Linked DNA regions of Rattus norvegicus: region 1 is linked to region 2. A link is a contact called in public Hi-C data. All regions are on one chromosome and are shown on one strand. Each heading gives the region's core, a stretch centred on a gene start, on an enhancer-like site or on the middle of the called end of the contact. The rest is flanking DNA. Distances are from core to core; before and after follow the strand shown.

What was found. Hi-C and Micro-C count contacts between places; a contact is called where the count stands out from the background.
Region 1: a Hi-C map of the A7r5 cell line shows a contact between it and region 2, with 6 times the contacts expected there. The contact joins two enhancer-like sites. A contact is called at or near these places in 9 of 12 Hi-C or Micro-C datasets (the A7r5 cell line, Schwann cells, frontal cortex and 5 more).

Annotation. Positions count from the first base shown.
Region 1 is chr13:94,381,217-94,386,635 of GRCr8, reverse strand. Cdc42bpa (CDC42 binding protein kinase alpha) reads right to left here. Exons shown (of 37, transcript NM_053657.2): 18 at 4,555-4,660; 19 at 4,051-4,199; 20 at 1,640-1,731. Among named protein-coding and RNA genes, the nearest start is that of Coq8a, 79 kb to the left of the region's middle. Within about 2 kb of position 1,890, at least 4 of the 93 cell types and tissues checked have an H3K27ac peak or open chromatin away from gene starts, as enhancers often do.
Region 2 is chr13:94,123,220-94,128,638 of GRCr8, reverse strand. No RefSeq gene overlaps it. Among named protein-coding and RNA genes, the nearest start is that of Ahctf1, 58 kb to the right of the region's middle. Within about 2 kb of position 3,023, at least 41 of the 93 cell types and tissues checked have an H3K27ac peak or open chromatin away from gene starts, as enhancers often do.

The DNA of each region.
Region 1 (5,419 bases), core at 641-3,140, 260 kb before region 2:
ATTGTCTCTAAGCTCTGTATGTATGCAAGGCATGCACCCCCCCCATGTTTGTGTCTACACACACACACACACACACACACACACACACACACACACACACACGTTATAGTAGGTACTTTTCTAGATATTGTGAATAAAATAGTAAACCAAGTATAGAAAAGGATTTTGCCCTCATTTTGAAACTCAATTATATAGCACATTACATCATGTTGTAACATAATGAAATTTTGCAATATTCTGAATAAGAAAGCCTTTATTTAACATGATTTCATAAAGCAATGTGCTAGAAACTTAGAAGTCTTTTAGGTTTGGATATAATCTAAAAATAATGCAGTCAATTTGATCTGTCGGTTTTATTTGGCACAGGTGTTATTCTGGTTAAATTGCTTTTAGGACTACATTCATATTACATACTGTTTTTCTTCCTTAATATACTTCTCCACTGTTTATGAATTAAAATCAGACATGATCACTTGGCAGGATTTCTCATCCTTGTATTGTGAGTTCTTATTCACTTTTGTCATTAAGAAATTCAATCACCAAAAAAGGTGCCATAAAGCACTCTAGTGCTCTCTGTGGTTAGTCTGTTCTCCTAGTACAAGCAGACATAAAGATCCAACCAGACCCAACCCTCTCTGTGTTACAGATATGGAAAATAATAAACTCTTAGCCAAAGACAAACCCTATATATTAACCCAGTAATTGATGATGGCCATTGCCAGAAAAATGGATTTTTGATAATTCTATATAAAATGTCTCTTTACAAAATGTAAGTCACATTTTGAATTTATTTTTACTAAATTATTACTCTTGTAATGTCCACATTATGGAAAAATTGTATAAGAGGTTTATATCACAGAGTTATGACATGCTCTGAACTAGGCCCATGTAAAAAGAACAAAAGTTCTCAAGAAAATACTAATAAATTCTAGGAAATCTCATAGGACAGACAATGTAAACATCAATCTGGAAAAAGACAGCAAACACCTAAATAATTCTTCATTACTAAAATAATTAGTATTGAGTTAGTCATCATTATTTTCTATGTTTCCCTGGCTGTTTTTCTGGTATCATAAGGTTCTGTGCACTGTAGGCACATGGAAAGTGCTATTAAGTATAATCCTAGCACTCAGGGAAGTGGACAAGAGGACTCCGAATTCAAGGACACCTTGGGCTACTTAGCAACACTCTGTCCCCCAAACAACCTCCCCTTTTCAAGTTTCTTCACTAAGAAACTTATGTTCACTAATGTAACATACAGCACCACAGTTGAAGCAGCTACCTCATGTGACATGTGAGAACATTATAAATATGTCACAAAAATACTTTTATCCCAACTCAAAAGTTACTCATGAAGTATATTTTAACACTGAGATAACAGTCAAATTCATGGCAAAGAGGTTATTTCTGTAACTAAAAGTTCCTAGTATAATGTATGTTAATTAATACATAATAGCTCAGCCAGTCTACATGCACATGTATGTGCGCATGAGTGTGTATGCATGTTCGTATGAACTCTCAAGGGTGTGTGCATGTGCAGTTGCTAATGTAAAGAATTCTCTGTCTGTGGAGCAAGCTGGCTCTCCTGCAACAACGGCCATTAGGTACAGCAAGTGCTGGTGCAAACACAGTCTCATACCCTTTTCAGATCTAAGCTCTTCAGTGTCCTTTATCAGCTGCTCGATTTCGGACAACAGTTCCAAGTTCTTCTTCTCTGAATCTTTCAGTTTACTTAAATAGGCAGGGAAAGAAAAATAGTCATTAGTTTTGTGTAGCTGGGTTTATTTGGTTTAAATGTCTGTGAGGCTAAACTAGGAGACTGTTAACTACTGCATGAAGACAAATACAGCCTGCCACCTACTATTATGCAAATTAATAAAGCAGGCCGGGCTCATCCATTTCCATACCGATGGCTGCCAGGTCTGGAATGCAGCTCAGTAGCAGAGGGCTTGCCTGGCCTGTGTGAAGGAAGCCCCAGCTCAAACCCTAGCACTGACAAGCATCAGAACAGGGCTCCTGCTGCTGCACCAGGATTGAGGACGAGGGCGGAGCAGAGAGGAGGCCACGCGCGCCTTCGCGCCTTCACAGAGACATGTGCTGACCCTGAGCTGAGTTTACATTTACCCGTGTTATGAAACCAAAGGTTGCTTCTACAATCCTGTTAGACTTTCTCCACATCACTGTGTAGCTGGAACATATGCACCTGTTTATCGCTTTCATCTGACTCAGCTCTCTCTGCTTTATGAGCAAATGTGTAAACTTCAACGTCAAGCAAGAGGATGGCACTCGATGGCATTCAGTAATTCTTTACATGAGGTCTACTTCATATTCTCCACAAAAGAATTCTCTTTCAATGCTTCACAAACATATTTAATTAAAACAAACTTAATTTATGCCTGTGTCATTTACATCAAAAAATTTATAATTCAACAGGAGTGTGTTTGCCCTTCAATAAGAAAAAAATGACTACAGCTTAAGAATAAAGGCAGTAAACTTCTCAAAACTAAATTTGTAGTCCCTGTGTTTCTTCTCATGCTTTTGGAAGTTGATATTTTTGAGCCAGAAGGATTTTTAAATTTATAGTTTCATTTTTACTGTGAACTTACTATAGTTCCAATGTTACCTACTGATTTAAATATTTATTTCTCTTTCTTCCTGTGTGTGTGTGTGTGTGTGTGTGTGTGTGTGTGTGTGTATCTGTGTGTCTGTATGAGTTTATGTGGTACCACATTCAAACAGATTCCCTAAGGAGGTGCCAATGTTTTGGATCCTATGGAACTAGACTTACAGGCAGTTGTGAGGTGCCTGATTTAACTGCTGAAAATCAAACTTTGGTCCCCTGCAAAACCATTGAGGAGTCTCAATTGCTGAACCATCTGTCTAGAACTGTGACTTAGTTTTGAACCATCTTTATATCTAATCTAATTAAAAACTTTTGTTTCATCATTTATATATCTAACATAGAATTTGTTTTACTGTTATGACAAGAATCAAGGGGCTATGTTTAGTAGCTAACTGCCCTGGATACTAGAAGTTTGATTATTTTTAAATAAACAAAGGAACCTTGAAAATAATCATAATTATTTTGCCTTTACAAAACTTAATATCTCAAACCCCCAAACAACATCCACAAAATCTGACATCAATAAAATGACCATCTGTAAAAGACCTTTGGTAGAGGTCCCAGTTTTTAGAGATTTGTATTGTGTTCTGGTGGTAAAGTTTCATTCTATACAGAATGTGAGAGAAGTTTAGATTCAATAGAAAAAAATTGAGTAAACTAAACTTTATATATAAGGAGAAAAGAATGAAATACTATTTAAAACTAATAATCCATCTATGGATAACCCTGAAGAAAACAAGGCTGTATGAGATGTTACCTAGTGTCGGCGCCATCTTTGTTTTACCGCGCCGCTCCCTACAACCTAGAATCACATCTTTGCTTCTCAAATCTTCACAACTCTCTGTGGTCATGGTTGTGTGTGTGTGTGTGTGTGTGTGTGTGTGTGTCTGGGTGAGTGTGCACAAATGTGCAGGACAGAGGGCAACAGCAGTGTCTTCCTCAACAGCTCTTCCCCTTCATTTGGAGACAAAGTTGTTCACTGAATTTGGAGCTCCTTCATGGACTGGTGCCTGGCTGGTGAGCTGGAACTCTCATTCTCTCTCTCATTCCTTTTCTCCCTCCCTCCCTCCCTCTCCTCCCCTCTCCCTTCCCAGCCCTGGGATTATAGGCAGATGTTATAGCTCCCAGCATGTTTTTTTAGATGTTGGGCTGGCTCAAATTTAGGTCTTCATGCTTATAAGGCAAGCACTTTAATGACTGAGCCTTTTCCTCACTTTTGTCAGGGAGGTGGGGGCAGACCTTTGACCTTGGGCATGCCAGGCAAGCATTATACTGCTGAACTGTATTCCCAATCTTCTGGTCAGCATTTTTTAGCCTTACAAACAAACAAACAACAATAAACCCCCGCAGATAGGCAAATACACATGTAACTTCTCCCCACAGCTTTCAACAAGTCACTACTGTGGTGACTAGATACCGGGCCTTACCATTCTGTTATGATGTTGGATGCTTTGACTTTATTCAGCTCTTCCTGGATGGCCTGCTTAGCTCTGATTTCTGCATCCAGGGCAGATTGCAACTCTAGTCTAGCTGACATGTCCAGTTTTGCAAAACGACGCATTTTCCAGGGCATATCCTATAGAACAATACAGCTATCTCTTAGTATCCTCCTATTAAATTCTTAAGATTAAATTTCATAATAAGCAATATCACTAGTAACTGAGTAGACCAGACATACAACTTGTGAAAATACATTTTCATTAAATCCAGAAATAACAGTAAATATGCATAAATGAACATAAATAATTGCTTTTTTTCTTTTCAGTTCCTTCAATAAGAAGAAGCTATACAATAAGAGCTAACAGTAATGTGTTACATTTTCTTGTAAAGATCTAAAATATTTCTCATGAGAACTTTTACAGCAGTCAGATTTATCATGTGCTTTCTGCTTGTTACAGAGAAGAGCCTCTGTATGAGACGGCAGAACTTACTGTCGCTCGTGTCCCCAGGCTGGAATTCCTTAACGCTTCTAATTCTTCAGTCATTTTAGAAGCTAAGGCCTGAAGATAGCCCCGTGCGTCCTTCTCATCACTCACCCTAGAGTACACACACAAAGGTGGACATAGTACAAAGTAAAACAGGAGAACTTCAGTGACGTATGTGATTTAAAGCTTCATTAAGAACCAAGTGCCAAAAATTTAAAGAACTCCTTAAAGACCTCCTTTAAAAGGCTGGCCACACTACTACTGTTGCCGTCAGGAGGTGGGGTCAGATTTATTAACTGCTCAGTTATGTACAAATGGAGTCTGGTGGTGTTTAGGGAAGCCCAGGTCACTCATATATTACAAGTAGTAAATCATCCATGAACCACAAACGATGACCCTTTAGATCTCACGCTGGACAAGCATAAGGCTTTCTGAAGACTACTAAGATTTCTCATTATCTAGATTCTCATATTTTATCTCACAAAACATACAAACTTCCTTTAAAGCTGAAGTATACTGAATTTAGAAAATTTTAAATATGCTATTCTGAAGAAATCAGGGTTATAATGAAGCACCCCTGTTTTCTAAAAATATTAATTAAATAATAATGAAAGAATAAAGGTTAAAGCTTAAAGAAATCCAATTCCAGTTTCTATTCATTATCTTAAGGTCATGGAGCTAATAACAATCAGCATGATTTATACAGAAAAAAATTTTTAAGAGAGGGCACAGTGTGTGAAGCAGCACCCCAAAGTTGGTGTCTAGCCTCCTCCACACATACACACTTCAGAGAACAGACTTCCTATGCCGACATTTCTAGCTATTACACTGAGGCATGGGCCAATAGCTAACTGGAGCCTAAGGCTTCACT
Region 2 (5,419 bases), core at 1,774-4,273:
TACCAGGAAGAGGCCCAGCGGTCTCTTGGTAAGCTTTACTTAAGTTTGGAAACTACTGGTCAAGACAGAAAAAGCTTAAGAGTTGCCATGGTACCAAAGGACCAAAAGCTGATGTGGGATGGTTATCTGAAGGGGAGGTAGGTGTCTGGTACATTGCAGAGGTGAGAGGAAGGTACACTGGCTAGATTTATGTCAACTTGACACAAAGTATCACAAAGTATCTGAGGGGAGGAGACCTCGATTGAGAAAAAGCCTTCCTAAGATCGACCTCTAGACAAGCCCGTAGAGCATTTTCCTAATCAGTGATTGACACAGGAGGGCCCAGCCCACTGTGGGTGGTGGCATCCCTGGGATGGTGGCTCTAGGTTCTATAAAGAAGGTAGGCTGGGCAAGTCATGGGAAGCAAGTCAATAAAGCAGCATGTCCTCCATGGTCGAGAGAAGCATTAGCTCCTGAATCTAGGGTCCTTCACTGCCTGAGTTCCTGTCCTGGCGTCCTTCAGTGATGGCCTATGGTATGGAAATGTAAGCCCAATAAACCCTTTCTTCTTGGGTTGATTCTTGGTCACAGTGCTTTGACAATAGAAACCCTGAATAAGACAGGAGAGAAGAAAATAACAAGAGATAGTGGCAGGGCTGGGGATGAAGCTCAATGGTAGAGGACTTCCCTCACATGCACAAGGCTCTAGATTCAATTCAGTCACATACACACACACACACACACACACACACACACACACACACACACACACACAGGAGATAATAACAGAAACGAACAAAAACATAATTATGTCCATATTTCTGTGCATACCATACTAATTTACAGTACTTCTAAAACACAGTTTAATAATGTAAGCACATTTTCATTTAATAAAATGCATCATATGGGCCCAATTATATAAATGCATATGTGTATGAATTGGTGTACATGAAGAAATAGAACACCTCGCATTGAAACAGTAGCTGGACAACACCTCATGTTGAAACAGTAGCCAGACATAGTGGTTAGAACACCTCGTGTTTAAACAGTAGCCGGACATAGTGGTGTACACTTGATAATCCCAGCACCTGAGCAGCAAGGGGAAGAGGTTGAGGAGCTCAGAGTCATTCTTTGAGCTACATCCAGTTCAAGGCCAGCCTGAGCTGTATGAGACTCTGGCTCAAAAAAATGAAAACCAAGACTTTTATAATGACATCAGTCAACATGCCAACTCGGCTAGGGCAAACTTCACAAGCCCACCCCTAGACGAAGACTTACCGGCAACGGATGGCTACCAAGAGAGCGAGGCTCTCCAGACACGCCCATTGGTAGATTATCCAATCCCAATTGATCAGCACTAAACACAAGCACAGAGCAATGTTTAAATGGGCTCAGGAGGTCTTACATTTTCCTTGATATGATATGTATTGTGTCAGAATAATAATTACAAACAAAAAGGTCATGAATTTGAAGGGGGCACAAGAAAACTTGGAAGTGTAACTAGGAACAGTATTCATATAGGAAATTCTTGAACATATAAAAAGTATAAATTAAAGAAAAAGAAAATGGATAGTGGCACTCTTTTTTATTAAAGTGAAAAACAATGTTAGTTGTGATAATTGTTGGGACCAGCTGAGAGTTGAAGCCAGGGATTATGAGTTGAGGGGTGGGGGTGGGGGTGGGGGTGGGGAGTGGTGGCTGCATAGGTGTGTGTACGTGTCTGATTTTACTTCATCTTTATGCTTTCCTGTCAACCACACCCCCGCACTACTTTTTTTTTAACATAATAAATACAAAAAAGGTTAATGAAATGACAATCTGGTTAGATCCACATGGTCATTTAAACAAATCCATATGGCCTTCTCTAGGCCCTCTTTATAGCCCTCTCTATAGTCCTCTATATGGGTGTTTCTATGGCCCTCTCTATAGCCCTCTCTATGGCCCTCTCTAGGCTCTCTTTATAGCCCTCTCTGTAGCCCTCTCTATGGCCCTCTCTCTGGCCCTCTCTGTAGCCCTCTCTATGGCCCTCTCTCTGGTCCTCTCTCTGGCTCCCTCTCTAGGCCCTCTCTATGGCTCTCTCTATAACCCTCTCTCTGACCCTATAACCCTCTCTGTGGCCTTCTCAATGGCCTTCTCTATGACCCTCTTTATAGCCCTCTCTATAGTCCTTTCTATGGCCCTTTCTATAGCCCTCTCTAGGCCCTCTCTAGGCATTATTTCTCCAAGAGTTTGTCACACAATTAACTACACCTGTAGCACTTGTGGTCAAAGGAGTATGCAGAACATTGGATTGGGAAGCTCAAGTAGAAGCCAGCACAACAGGGAGAGTTGCAGAAAAATGTGAGCCTGTGCCCACCCTGGGGCACGTTCCTATGCTGGGGTATCACCTCCCACCTCGAATCTGGAGTACAAGGTGTTCTCAAAGAACCCATAATGACCTACAGTTCCGTTATAGCAACTGGCTCAGGAGTCTGGCAGCCTCTGGTTTTTTTACACTCTGATTTCCTAGCAGGGCCAGGCCCCAGGCAAACACAAAACAAAACAAAAACAGAGTCCCCAAAGGCCTAACAGAAAGGACAATAGCATGATGTAAGAGGGTCACTGAGAGCACTGAGCAGCCAGTGACTCAGCGCTTCTGCTCCATCAACACCAGCTGTAGCCTGCGGTGCTGACCGGTGGCCTGGTCTGGGCATGGAAAAACAAAGCAGACAGACAGACACACACAGAGAGACACACACCCTGCTGCAAACATCACAATGCCTGAAAAGTCTAACAGTTGAACCATATAAGAACACTGGACCTCAATTCTGTTTTCATCAACATCTTTCATCCAGATCCCTAAAAGGAGAGACACTGACAGAAGGGACCAACTCTCCAGACTGGAGCCGTTATCTGCCTTTAGGGTCTATCTCCTGTTAATTCTCCTGACTCTTCACCGCTCTTTTCAAAATACCTCAGGGTGAAGTTTGGTTAGTGTGGTAGATGTTAGAATAGGGTTCTCAAGACTTGGGAGGAAATTCCAGCCTTTCTGAGTCACAGGAGGGCCTGGGAGATTTCTGTACGGGCTACAGAAGAGAGTGGGAAACTATGCCACAAGCAGACACTGTCTGTAAATGTGTGTCTTATTCAAAGATGGTATCCACGGTGCTGGCGCCGCTTTCCCTGTGCCTCTGCTCCCTCTGGGCCCAAGGCAAGGAACTGTAGAGATGGGGCTGGTGCTAGAAGGGTCATCAACTACTTCCTCCCACCAAATCCACCTTTGGATCCAGCCTTACTCATTGAATGTGGCCCAAACAAGTATATCTTGTCACCCACTGCTCCTTTGAGAACTAGCTATGAGGAAAGTTCTTTGCTGTCGTTTGATTGGAAACTCGAGACAAAATAGCTCTTTTATAAAGGTGATTGCCCGATGACCTGATCCTATGATAGAAGATAAGAACCAACTTCCGAAAACTGCCCTCTGATCTCAAACACGACGGTGGTGGTGCTGTTGTTGATGATGATGATGGTGATGGTTTAACTCTGAGAACTCCAGGGCCTGGAGAGATGGCTCAGCACTTCAGGGCACTTGCTCTTGCAGAGGACCAGCACCCATGTGGCAGATCTCCAGTTCCACAGGTCTGATTCCCTCTTCTGTCCTCCCCAGGCATGTGGTGCACACACACACATGCAGACAAAACACTCATGCACATACAAAAGAAAACCTCCAAGGACTTCAGAATGTCCTTCTTCACTGTGAGGTATCAGATCATTGCATGGACATTTAATTTATACATATATATGTGTTTTTATAGTGGCTCTAAAGATGGAGTCCGGAGCCTTACTAAGCAAGGCTTTACCACTGACCTCTAGCCTGTGCGGACATTTCCAATCTCAAAGCATACTCTCATTTCAGAAACTAGGTGTCTTGGTCCAAGTATCCCTAATTGTTGCAATATTTATCCTCAGGTTAGTTCTCAGCGTTTCCCCTGCCAGCCTGAGGAAAGGACAGAGCTGGGAGATACATGTTATCTCCCTGGCTTGCTTCCCAGACTCCAGCTGGAGGGTGGAGAATATCCCTCAACTCCTCTATGCCAGGAGGACTCCATTCATTTGGCCCCTGCTCTCTTGGAAGCCCAGTGCTTTCACAAACGCAGTCCCATTTCCTCTTCCTCCAACAGCTCCCTCCTGAGGCTGCACACAGCTTTCTGGGAAATTCCCCCAAATGCAGGTCCCAGAGACTCATACCATGAAAAGAAGTAAAGGCCACACTTACAGATCTCTCCCATCTTCCCTGCCCAAAGCCAGCATTGATTGGTATTTTACCAAATGCTGTTGTGCCTGCAATAAATTTGTTAGCTACTCCCACACGAGGTCTCTTCGCGGGCCATGTCTGGAAAGCAAGGCTCCCCAGTAAAGCCACCATGAAGAATGCATAGGAGTGATGGCCTTTTCACTTGGGAAGGTCCCTGCAGTGGCTACCCTGGGTACGCTTGAGAGGAAGCTCAGCAGATTTCCCAGCGTCTTGAGGAAGCAACAATTTCCCAGGAATGTCATTTCTCAGCAGATGTGGGGAGGGAGCATGTCTGCGATTCAGAGATAGACAGAATTTTAGGGAGAAACCTGCTTAGTCCTACTCTGGGACCTAGAGGAGCCATGGCTTCCACTAGTCTCTCCCAGTGCCCAAAAGCAAGTAAGGTGCCCTTCCTCCAGAGCCTCCAGATCTCCAGCCCCACAAGCAGTGGGATGTCTGTGGCCCCATAGTCACCCATGGATCACTGGCCAATGAAGGTGTCAGACTCCGCAATGGTGATAACTACTTCCTAAGTAAGAAACAGAGAGGGGTGGCTCAGTATCTACCCGTTGTAGTGGACACTGTTGAAGGTTGGAAGAACCAGGAGGTCCTTTGCTCTCTGCCCACAATGGGCACACAGGCAAGGTTTTTAACTCATTTGCCTTGGCAACTTTCCCACTGTCGTGGAATGTACCAGACTAGGCAGGACGGATGGAGCCCAGCACAGAACACAGAGGGCCAGCTGCTGGCTGTGGTAATGACATCGTCCTCGAAAGGGGTAGACTAACACCGAAGCCTGTGATGCAACTGAGCTGTGCTTTGTCAACAGGCCAGTGAGTCAGTGGGTGACATGTTGAGCTCCTGAACTCCCAGCAGGTCTAGGTCCCTCAAGGCCCCCCTGAGAGGCTGCAACCTGGGTTCCTAAGCCAGGAAATGTTTCTAAATCAAACCCACTCTGTTCTCTTTCACCAGTGCCTTCTTCTTGGACTCATTTCCTTGTCTGAAAGTAGGTCTAATTGGATTTGTGTCTATTTCTACAGCCCCACATACAGCCCCATTAGTTTCTAATACCATTAGAGCCTTTCAATTATGTGAGACATTAAAGGAAACATGCCATTCTTAAAAATCTTTAAACGTCCATGCATACTCCCTTGACCCAGTTTCCCG